Linked DNA regions of Mus musculus: all the other regions are linked to region 1. The links are chromatin contacts, called in public HiChIP or PLAC-seq and promoter capture Hi-C maps. All regions are on one chromosome and are shown on one strand. The core of a region is the stretch at or near the end of the contact, and the rest is flanking DNA. Distances in the headings are between cores, read along the strand shown.

What was found. Promoter capture Hi-C pulls out the DNA fragments that hold promoters and counts their contacts. HiChIP or PLAC-seq counts read pairs in DNA pulled down with a chosen protein or histone mark.
Region 2: a promoter capture Hi-C map of hippocampal neurons shows a contact between it and region 1, with 4 times the contacts expected there. The contact joins the promoter of Npy5r here to the promoter of Apela in region 1. A contact is called at or near these places in 3 of 39 promoter capture datasets (hippocampal neurons, liver and pre-B cells) and 1 of 115 datasets of contacts at active chromatin or transcription factors (pancreatic cancer cells).
Region 3: a contact with region 1 is called in an H3K27ac HiChIP or PLAC-seq map of embryonic stem cells, with 3 times the contacts expected there. The contact joins the promoter of Naf1 here to the promoter of Apela in region 1. A contact is called at or near these places in 1 of 39 promoter capture datasets (hippocampal neurons) and 5 of 115 datasets of contacts at active chromatin or transcription factors (astrocytes, embryonic forebrain, embryonic stem cells and 1 more).

What each region holds. Positions count from the first base shown.
Region 1 is chr8:65,035,916-65,039,665 of GRCm38.p6, forward strand. Apela (apelin receptor early endogenous ligand) reads right to left here and starts at 1,421. Exons shown (of 4, transcript NM_001297554.1): 1 at 1,366-1,421; 2 at 975-1,228. The coding sequence starts at 1,050.
Region 2 is chr8:66,686,557-66,690,469 of GRCm38.p6, forward strand. It overlaps Npy5r (neuropeptide Y receptor Y5), which reads right to left and starts at 1,538. Exons shown (of 2, transcript NM_001358958.1): 1 at 1,325-1,538.
Region 3 is chr8:66,858,902-66,862,831 of GRCm38.p6, forward strand. Naf1 (nuclear assembly factor 1 ribonucleoprotein) reads left to right here and starts at 1,316. Exons shown (of 8, transcript NM_001163564.1): 1 at 1,316-2,145. The coding sequence starts at 1,466.

The DNA of each region.
Region 1 (3,750 bases), core at 171-2,670:
TGGCAGTAAGACCTCGGCCGTGGCAGCCTTCTGGACATATTTCTTACACCCAATTCTCACACTTCTTTAAGGAATTAATGTAAGTTGTTTTACAAGAACACCGTCCAGGATACTCTATATTTTAGAAAACTAGAGATCCGAATTTTATTTTTTGGATTGAGTAGCGATTACTATAGGCAGTAAAGAAGGACCTTGTAACTTTTTTTCCCCTTATGTATGTAAAAAGAATGATTTGAATAACCTCAGAGCAATCAAAGTCCTAATTAAAAGCAGCGGCTGACTTTTCAGCCAAGACACTCCATCTTCCGTCTAACTAAAGGAACATTTTATCACGTCTGTACTGACACCCTTGGATAATGACTATTGTCATCTTTTGGTTGAAACTTGACCCTTCAACTTTATGTGTCAGAAAACTTAACGCTGACAACATACCTTTTACAGTTTTGCCTTAAACGTCATAATGATAAAAAAACCAAACAGTAATAAACAAACAAATAAACAAAACCTTGTCTTGTGTAATTAAATAACCAGAGATGGCAGGCAGTCAGTGGGCCAGTTTTATCATTTTACATTGTTACATCATGATTTTGGCTACCTCAACTTACAATGCCCTCCTCCAATCAGCAACATGCATGCTCTCTTGATAATCTGCTTAGATTTTGCATGTTACCTAAAAAAAAATCTAGGTTTATTAGTAGACCAACATTCTCCCATCTATTTACTTGTATGGATAATAGTTTTGAGAATTATTTTCTTGGAAAAATAATTGTAAAATACATAACAATATTTTAAAATGTCCAAATAGTATCCCACAATGAGATTGCTAAATGTACTTCAGAAATCCTATATATTTTCCTCAGTCCTATTAACTGTAAGTATACCCAAATAGTTCTCAGCATAAGCACATTTAGAGACCCAGAAGCACAAACAGGCAAACAAACAAGTTACCCTAGCCAGTTATTTCAAAAACCTACCTGGTTTCTGTTCACTGATAAAAAGGAGACTCATGGCAAAAATAAAAAATACCCAAAAAAGGGGCTGGAATCGCATCTTTTCTTTTCTTTCTCTTTTTTCTTTTCTTCTTTTTCTTTCCTTTTGTTTTTCTTTTTTCTTACACGCAAGTGAACAATAGCTCTTCAAGTAGAGAAATCGTCTGTAAATCGCAGTATCTGTCCGGCTCACCCCACATCCTATGGCCAGAACTCAGAGGGCTGCCAGCTGCCTTTTCCTGAAAAGGTTAATGATCACATCAGACAAGGTTACTGGTACTCCAGAGCTCCCAAGCCTCAAGCCCCTCCTCCATCCCTCTCCGCGGCTCCCTGCCACTCCCCCTTATTTCCATAAGCAAATATTGGTGAAATGGACCATTCAGGCACGCAGTAACTTAAGCGGGAAGTCTCTGCAAAGCTCCAAGGAGAGTCACTCCAATTCAATCTGTTTACGAAGAACTATGCAAAACGAAGCATTGCCTGCCTCCGCTCCCCTCCATTGCAATCTGTTTAAGCTTTGCATTGCCCATATTGATCCCACATGCAGGAAGCAGTGGAGAGGACGGGAAGTCTCCCTTGTGTCCTCTTGCAGAAGGAATGCTAGAGCTCTAACTGAGGGATTCCCAAATGCTTTGTATGGACTCTGGGTTGGAGCGCTTCCTCTTTGCCAGAGTTACTACAAAGTAGCGCCTATTTATATTAAATCTCCAAATGGCTTAATGTGTGTGGGTTCCCACCATCAGAGATTCCTGGAGTTTAGAAGGTTCAGAAGTAAATCTGTGAAATGTTTATCTTTTCATTTAAGTGCAATTTAAGAAGTGATGAAGGTCATTTTCATCTGCAAACATTCAAGAGTTTTTCAAAGGGAGTTCAGGCAAGCCACAGACATAAAATGCTCTGCTGTAAACTTGTAAGTGGTGGCGTGTCAGGTAAACGTCACCGGCACGGAGACCAGATTGCAGATGGAGAAAGAATGTTGTAGCTGGTTTCTAAACAGTCAGAAGAAACAAAAGGAGTCTAGTTTTTGTCTTGCACATCCACCCGCATCTCCTGTCTGAGGGCTTTCTTACCTGTAATACAAGACTGTTGGATCTGAGAAGTATTGTAATTATTCTAATGAAGAAGGCTATGTAGCTATACTCTGACAGATAAGTAGACCCAAGCACATGTAAGCGGTTGTGAATTGTCAGGAATTTTGTTCCATTTTGGCATCTTTAAAGTCAGGTGGTGGTCACACACAATCTTGGGCTTCTTAAGGTTTGAAATGCAAAAATTATTTTGATTTTACAAATTAGTCTGTACAATTCCATATCTGCCTAGCTATTCCAGATTATACAGAACTTTAAAAAATTCTTAAAAAAATTTTTTTTAATTATTTAATTATTAAATGTGGTGGCACCTATCTTTAATCCCAGCACTCAAAAGACATAGGCAGGCATATCTCTGTGAGTTCCAGGACAGCCTGGTCTACATAGCAAGTACTGGTACAGCCAAGGCTATATAAGAGAGTAACCCTATCTCAAAAATAGATGATAGAAGATAGATAGATAGATAGATAGATAGATAGATAGATTTTATTTATTTATTTATTTATTTACCTGCATGTATGTCTGAGCACCGTGCGTATGCAGTGCCCACAGAGTCCAGAAGAGGACATCAGGTCCCCTGAGCTGTAGTTACAGGCAGTAGTGAGCCCCTGTGTGTGTGCTGGAATGAACTCAGGTCCCCTGACAGAGCAGCACCTGCTCTTAACTGCTGAGCCATTTCTCCAGACCTGTTTTATAGTTATTGTTGTTGGGCTTTTTGTTTGTTTTTAAAAGAAATTTTAAGGTATAAGCCAGATGTGGTAGCACACACCTTTAATCCCAGTATTCAGGAGGCAGAGGCAGGTTAATCTGAGAATCTGAGGCCAGCTTGGTCTGCAGAGCAAGTTCCAGGACAGCCAAGTCTACACAGAGAAATGCTGTCTCAAAACAAGAAACAAACACCAAAAAACCCCACCAAAAACAAAAACAAAGAACTGTGTGTATGTGTGTGTGTGTGTGTCTGTCCAAGGAGGTAAGAAGAGGGCGTTGGATCCCCTGACACTGGTACAGAGAACACAGTTCATACCGTCAGGAAGAGTAGTAAGTACTCTTAACGACCAAGCTGTATTTTAAGCCCTAGTATAGTCTTTTATAGTTGAAATAATGGCCTTAGCTAAACAGCAAGTGTTGATTTAAGGGAAATTCTCATGTGTGGTGGCCCAACACCTAGGAGACAGAGTCCAGGCTGTTATTGATGAGTTTGAAGCCATTCTGGACTATATAGGGAGTTCCAGGCCAGCTTAGATTATAGAGAGACCCTGTTCTTTCTGGAGAAACTGGGGTTCCCTTTCATGAATTCTTAGCCTGATCAATAAAAGAATTTTAAAGTAGAATGGATAAAAGGAAGCTCAAGGATCATTTTATTAGAGTTTAAGGGGAACAAAAGGATAAGACAGGCAAGGTCTAAGTCTTGGAAACTGCCCAGAAGAGGAGGATGAAGAGGAAAGGGGAGGAGGAGAGGGAGGGAGGGAGGGAAGAGAGATCAAAGTAGTTAAAGTATTTATTATTCTCCCTGCTTCCTTGATGAAGGAATTGATAGCTAAGAAAGAAGAGTGGATAGGGTCAATTCCATGATCTGAGTTTTCAGCCGTTTTGTTCTAGTTTCTTCTTTAATGTTCGAATTCTAGATGCTATCTTAAAAGTAGCTTACAAAAGCCAGTATAACAATAAGGGTA
Region 2 (3,913 bases), core at 288-2,787, 1.7 Mb after region 1:
TGTGTGTGTGTGTACTGTGTGTGTGTGTGTGTGTGTACTGTGTGTGTGTGTGTACTGTGTGTGTGTGTACTGTGTGTGTGTGTGTGTACTGTGTGTGTGTGTGCTCGTGCGCATGCGCGCGCGTTCATTGTGAGGATTTCCTGTAATTTTCTTATAAATTGGTCTGTATGGAACGCCAAGACAAGTGAAGTCTGAATAAACTTTAAAGCTTTTGAGAGCGGAGCTGAGTTAAGTTCTTTCTTTGACTAAGGGGAGAAAGGACAGTGAGCCAAGCTTAGAGAGAGACGGGTCTTTGCACTTAAATAAGGTTTCACTCTTAGGTTAATTCCCTGCTTAATAAAAATATGTATCATTCTCGCAAAAGATGCCAACCATGCAGAAGAATCGGATACATGTAGTTCTGCCTGTTTGCTGTGGCTTTGCAGCGATGGCACAATTCCATGACTCCACGTAGTGTGTGTTGTTCTGCAAGGCAAAATTCTGCAAAAGATGGCCCTGGACAAATAAGCACAGTACTCTTCAGCTACCGAGCATGCAGTACCCACCACCCTTCTCCTTATTCTAGATTCTTAACAGCAGGTCTCTCTCTCTCCTCTCTCTCTCTCTCTCTCTCTCTCTCTCTCTCTCTCTCTCTCTCTCTCTCTCTCTCTCTCTCTCTCTCTCCCTCCCTCTTCTTGAGACATCTGGAATTTGAAATGCACCCAGTCTTGGGCACAAGCTTACATCAAACCTTCATTTTCTTTTTCTTTTTCTTCTTTTGGCTTCCATCTAACAGTATGTTCTTTGAATAGCTGTACTATAGGTCTGTAAACTTACAGATAAGAATTCCTTTTTACCCCCTTGGAACTCAGGTGTGTGGATGGCTATTTCCTGCTAGCAGTTGACTTACAAGCCACCTTGCAAACCCAAGTGCACAGCTGTCTCCCTGTGTGTGGCCAGCTGTGGGACATGAAGGCAGCTGAATCGCCGCATCCTGGACATAGCCAGAGCTCAGCTAGGGCTGACAACCTGAGTGGGCACCCCGTGGGTTGTGGTTCCCTTACCTCAGACGCCCACCGAGCTGTACCCCGCGTTCCCCTAAGCCAAAGCGGGGACTGAGCTTCGTCCATCCCTCCTTCCCATACTAGGGACCCTCCCGGGACAATCTGATAGGGTCTGGCAAGAACCTGCTCCTCTGTGAGTTTGGCACCAGAGGGACCTGCCAGACTAGGAAGGATTCAACTGCAACCGTTTCCCCCGCTCTCCCTTCCCGCCGCCTGACAACTGCGGTTTCTCCACCTCCATCCCCTTTCTCAATCAGGCTGCCTCCCGGTCCGCAACCCACCCTCTTGGAAACCACAAGATGCTCCAGAACCCAGGATAGGGACGTGGGCTTCTCGTAGGGGCAGGCGAGGCCTGGAGTGGGTACCTCGGGATGCCCTGGCCGCTGCGGGTGCCTGGACTCCGGGGTACGCGGCTGAGTGCGGTCGCTTCTGCTTGAGATGGAAGCGGTGGCAGCAGGAGCAGGACCTGGAGGCGGCGGTGGGAAGGAGGGGCCCCGGAGCCGCCAGGGTTTTAGAAGAGCCTCGGGAACACGTGACAGTCCCTGAGACCCCGGACACCCGGCTCAAGATCGCCTGTTCCTGGCCTCCATAGTCCAATTTAGGTACATCCCGGTGCCCGTGTGTCTGTTTGGAGGCCCCGGGCAGCCGCTCTAGGGCTACAGGATGCATCCCCACTACCCTGTTCTCTAGTTGCAGGAGTTAACTTAGGGGTCCCACGGATGGTTGTCTTTCCTATCCTCAACCCCATAGTGGCTTCTATGAGAGTAGGCGTTTTTTTCCGATAGCTTTTGTGAGAAAAACCTTCAAGGTCCATGTTTTCTTTATGAGAGGGGGGAAAATATCACAAAATCCCAAACAGAACATCTTCTTGCCTTTCTAACATAAAGAAGTCTGGGTGAGAAATTGACCTAAACCTGCAGGGAACAGGCTGTGATGAAGCGTGCAAAATAGACAATAGGATCAACTCCTACTCTAAGGGGTAGTAGTGTGTGGGTGTGAGCGAGGGACATGGAGCAGAGGGAGCTGGGAAGTGGGGGTGAAATGGAGTCAGCCCTTCTTGGAAGCTTTCCGTATCAAAACGCGTGAGTGTGTATGGGAGGGGGCAGGGGGCAGCGGTGTTTTGTCATCTTTCAAAAACATAAAGACAACCTAAGGAAATGAACAAATAGAAACAAATAAAACCCTGTCCTGTTGCACCAAAGCTTGATTTTCATTTTTAAGATTGACAGATCTGTATCCTTTTGTGCAAGATTGTCACAGTATTTGGCCAATCCTCGGTTGGCCTGCCATAACAACAGTGTATTTCCTACACCATCACGATTACAGTGCTTAGCATTGCCTGAACTGTAACCCCAAGGCACTGTGTCGACTGAAGAGGACTTTGGTCCCTTGACTTTTATCCCATGCCCCTGGGGCAGCACTTGCTGTGTCTCAAAGGTCAGAAGATATTTGCCTGTTTCTGCTAATTTAGCAGTCAGTACTCAAGGAAACTGTAGTGTATGCCGTTCCCTCAGCCCAAGGAATCCAAGAACTTCAAAAGGGCTTCAAGAAAATATCATCTGATTCTACTGGGCTTCATTTCAGAATCACTATATTTGTCCCAATATTTGAACACAGAAGGTACCTGTGCAGGGTCCTGGGATCCTGCAGTGAGGGAAGAGAGGAGACTGGCTTTTAATAAACAAAAGCTTAGCAAACAAGGGATTGGTCCTAGGCTTTCTTTTTTTGGTTTGGTTTGGTTTGGGTTTTTCAAGACAGGGTTTCTCTGCATAGCCCTAGCTGTCCTGGAACTCACTTTGTAGACCAGGCTGGCCTCAAACTCAGAAATCCTCTTGCCTCTGCCTCCCAAGTGCTGGGATTAAAGGTGTGCACCACCACACCTGGCCCATCTTAGGCTTTCTTAATGTCAGCTATTGTGCAGTTCACACACTATATGTTGCCAGGTGGGTATTTATTCTCCTGTCCCTTGCAGTCTGACACACACCCTTCCAAATGCACAGTGAGTTTTCAAACAGCTTCTTAGAGACACCCGTGGTGGATGTCTTCCCAAAAATATAGCTGTGCTACATACTCTTGTCTATCCCATGTCAAAAATACAAGTTTTTTCCTTTTCCACACATTTGCTCTTAGCGCTATGTTGAAAAGAATGGCTCATATGGCACTGAGATGATTCTGAACTTGCCTGTTTTCATTTCCTCCCTAAACACACAAGCCCCAAAAGGAAAGGTCAGCGGTAAAGTGCTTGCCTCACAAGTGTGACAACCGAGGTTGCAACTTCAGCAGCCATGTTAAAGCTGTGTGTGGCACTTCACCCACAAGAACACAAGACCCTGGTGATTTGCTGGTCAGAAGGAAAAGCTAAAACAGCGGGCTCCTCGTTCAATGACAGATCCTGTATCAAACGCTAAGGTGGAGATTGGCCACCTCTGGTGTTTACACATATATGTGCAAGTAAGCATGCACATGTATACACCTTACACAATACACACAGGAGTGCACACACATGCACACACACTCACTAAAAAGCAAGGGTCAAGAATTCTTGTCTAAAAAAATCTATTATACAATTTTAAGGATATGTGGAAGAGCCAAATTATTAAGCATTGTTTGGAAGAGTATGTAGAGTTGGAAATGTCAGACATGTGCTGTATAAAAAGGCGAGCATAAATGTGAGCTTTTATCTCCAGACCCCAGAGGAGCTGCAGACTAATCATCATTACTTTTGTAATACATAATAGAGTAAATTTGTTTCTAGTTTATTGAGTACCTTTCAGGCAGAGGAAGTACAGCATCTGGGGGCAGAAACTGCAATGTCCACTTCTGCTGTAGGCATTTTTATAAAATGTGCACCTGGGAAATTAAGTTGGGTT
Region 3 (3,930 bases), core at 66-2,565, 1.8 Mb after region 1:
AATAACATGTTGTCTCTTCTAAAATTCAGCTGTGTATCTCTACATATCAGTCATTATCAATGATACATATTATTCATAAATCCATGCTTTGGTTCACTTTGCAGGGGTATCTGTACAATGAATGCATGCTAGACAAGTCTTGCTTCTCTATACCATCTTATTTAATGTTCTATAAACTAAATGAGATAGTATTTTTGTCTGTATTCTACAGGTAAGTAAGATTTAGTTACACCCGGTTGCATATTTCAAGAAAAATGATAGAATTGGGGTTTTAGGATATGAGTATTTACTTGGGAAATATTGCCTTAGTACCTACCGTCTTGGATTTCTATTTCATCTGGAAGGGTTTCCAGGACACAGCCCACCAATTTTAACTTTCCATTGTTGTGCCTTTGAACAGTCTATTCTATACTTCAATTCTCTGCCAAGGATTCACCTTTGCTTTTAAAACTCACATTGGATTGTAAGCATTGTAATGTGCAGGAATGCCTGGATTGCTTCTTCTTTTACTTTAACTGAGAGTCTTCTATGGAGCTCCTACAATCAATTGTCAGTAAATAACATATAAAATTTTACATAGTCCTTCATGAATATGTATGCCTACTAAGTTGTTGCAATATTATTAGGTGAGACATTGATGCATCAAATTGAAGACCCAGAAAACCAGAAAAGTTTGATCTTTTCCTAAATCTTCTTTTGTAGTCTTGGCCTGTCCTGGAACTAGCTCAGTAGACCAGGCTGGCATCAAAATCACAGAGATCCACCTACCTCTGCCTCCTGAGTGCTGGGAATAAAAGCATGCACCAACACCTGGCGATAACTCCCCAAGTCTTAAGAACTTGGTGCTTGAGTGCCTTACAATCTGACGAAAAGATCTCCAGATTAAAATGCTACATTTTAGAGTCACCCCACACTTCCTATGAAGCAGCATCAACTATGATATAGCCCTGCCATAACATTATCAGTAAAATCCTTTACAACTCTTGTCTTTTCAATATACTGGAGAAAGAAAAGTATTGTTTTTTCTCTCACGGTGAGAATGTAAATGTGGTTTTATTTTCATTTAACTTTCAAGATAAATTACTAAAAGCGTCTTTTGAAGACGTTCTGACTCAAGATTCTCAAGTACAGAAACTAGTACTATAATCCTCATTCATTCCCACCACGCCTGGAAGCCCTCGCTTTAGTGAGCAGCACAGTTCACCAGAAGCAGTGAACTTGGCGGACTTAGGACCGCGCGGAAGCCAAGTTTCCTCCATAGTTGGAATCCTTCAGCCCCTGGGAACCGGCGTCTCGTTCATGACGTCACCGGCCCTCCCGGAAGTCCCGTGAATGATGCCGGGGGCGTGTCCTCAGGTCGGTCCGCGTGCGGTTACCTGAGAAACGCGCGGGCTTCAGCGTGGCCGAGTTGGCTAGCTTGGCTTCTGAGGAGACCCTCGCGCTGCTCTGCGGCCCGGGCGGCGCCATGGAGGTGGTGGAGGCCGCCGCGCAGCTGCAGACGCTCAAGTTCGGCGGCTCCGGCCAGGGGTCGGCAGCACCGCAGCCACCTGAGGATCGCCGGGAGGCCCCGCCGCCGGGGGTGCAGCCGCCGCCGCCAGCCCCGAGCTCGGATCCCGGCGGAAGACCACCGCCGCTGCCAGCCCCGAGCTCGGATCCCGGCGGAAGACCACCGCCGCTGCCAGCCCCGAACTCGGATCCCGGCGGAAGACCACCGCCGCTGCCAGCCCCGAGCTCGGATCCCGGCGGAAGACCACCGCCGCTGCCAGCCCCGAACTCGGATCCCGGCGGAAGACCACCGCCGCTGCCAGCCCCGAGCTCGGATCCCGGCGGAAGACCACCGCCGCTGCCAGCCCCGAACTCGGATCCCGGCGGAAGACCACCGCCGCCGCCAGCCCCGAGCTCGGATCCCGGCGGAAGACCACCGCCGCCGCCAGCCCCGAACTGGGATGCGGGCGGAAGACCACCACCGCCGCCAGCCCCGAACTCGGATCCCGGCGGAAGACCGACTCCGCCGCTGCCAGCCCTGAACTGGGATGCGGGCGGAAGACCACCGCCGCCGGGCGGGGCCTGGGTCACCGGCCGGAACGCCGCGGAGCCGCCGCCAGTGCTGCAGGCCTCGGACTCCTCGGACTCGGATTCGGACAGGTCGAGTGCACGAGAGGCCGGAGGGGGGCCGGGGACACGGGGCCTGGGGAGCGGGGCGCGCGGGCGTGCTCTGCGGGGCGGCGCAGCCGAGCTCCGTGCCACGTGCTCTCTGGGAGCTGGGACCCCGGGCTCGCCGGAGTGCTTCCCATGGTCCCAGCTACTTCTAGGAGTTCCCGCTTCCTTTCCAAACGTGATAGTCCCCAAAGTTACACGTGAAGTTAGTCACATGTTTGCAGTGTAGAAGCCTCGACGTTGGTAGATTATTTGTAAAATTACTCTGCTATGTTATTACCATAGGAACTCAGTTTAACATGTGCATTGGGGTTAGAAATTCTGACTCTTGTTTCAGTTCAGAATTGCTACGTTTTTCGTCGAGACTACTTTTTTGAGACCTCAGGAGTTAAGGGTCAGGAACAGGATTACCTTATGTTTCAAACTTCATTGCCCCCCTTTCCAGCGAGGATCTGGTGTAGCCCAGACTGGTCTGTAGCCTGGGAGGCTGACGTTGAACTCCTTGGTCCTCCTGTCTCCACCCTCCCAAGTGCAGGGTTGTACAACCATCCACTACTGTTCTCTACAAGTTGCTTCTTGACAGTTAATGGTATTCTGTAGACTCTTCATAGGGAGCTGGGTTCTATGAAATTTGCAAACCAGTTTCTTGGTATTTGGGGCTCTGTGCTTTACACAGACATTTCCTCTGTGTGTTGTTCATTTGTGGAAGAAGGCCCAGAACATAGAAGGCTATCAAACTACAAATGTTTGAGTAAGCATGGGGTGAGGGGGTTTCGGGAGATGGAACACTTTTAGGAAACCACTGAGAGAGGCAAGGGAGAATGGTTTCTACAAAAAGGAGAAGGTGTGAAGAGATTGGTGGAGGGAGCTAAGCCAATTATGAACAGCTTGGTTTTTTGGCAGTTCTAAGATGGTAGTCATCTTGTAAGCAGAGCCTGCACTATTGGGGAACAGATACAGGGGGTCGATCAGGAGCCAGAGTTGGAAAGGAAGCATGGGATACAGTCAGTAGTATTGGGAATTGACTTGTGACCCGTGTGGCAGAGGATACTACCTGTGTGCTAGGTAGATAATGTTTTGTTAATAGAACCATTCATTTCAAGTGTTTGATAATCGCTGTGTGACTTTTTCTGGGGAGATGTGAACAGACATCTCTTCATTCCAGTTTGTGCACCCAAGCCTAGCTCCATGAGCAATGCACATATTGTGCTTCTATTCAAGAGCATGGGTGACTCAAAGGTAGCTGTATCATGGGCAAGCCCACGTAGCTTGGGTGACAGAAAAGTAGTATCAGTGGAGCTCCTTGCTGTGGTGGCAGCTCTACCAGCAGTCTGCCCAGCAGTTTACTGCTTTTAGAACTTCAGGTTAGGGCCTTGTGAGTTTCACTAGTTTCCTGATTCTTCTAGGCCCTTCTCCTCCCTCTAGGAGCCAGGGCTTCAGTTGGGAGGAAATAGTTACACAGCGGTAGCCCAAACTAGTTTTTAAGAAGTTGTGGGCAGCCTCCAGTAGCAATTTGAAAAGTGCACTGGAGAATCAGGAAGGAGAGTGATTTGTAGGCAGGGGTGACATGGCATACATATCTTCTAGGCTGAAGTACTTCAGGCAAATGACAGTATAATTGCACAATAGTGAACATACCAGGAGTTTAGAAAGTTCCGTGCACTCGGAGGCTAGAATTAGGCTTCATGTATGTAGTGGGAGGAGCAAGGTTCTCAAACGTGCCAGAAACCTGATTTTGAGGCAGTCTAAGGCTGACATACAAAGGAGCATGTG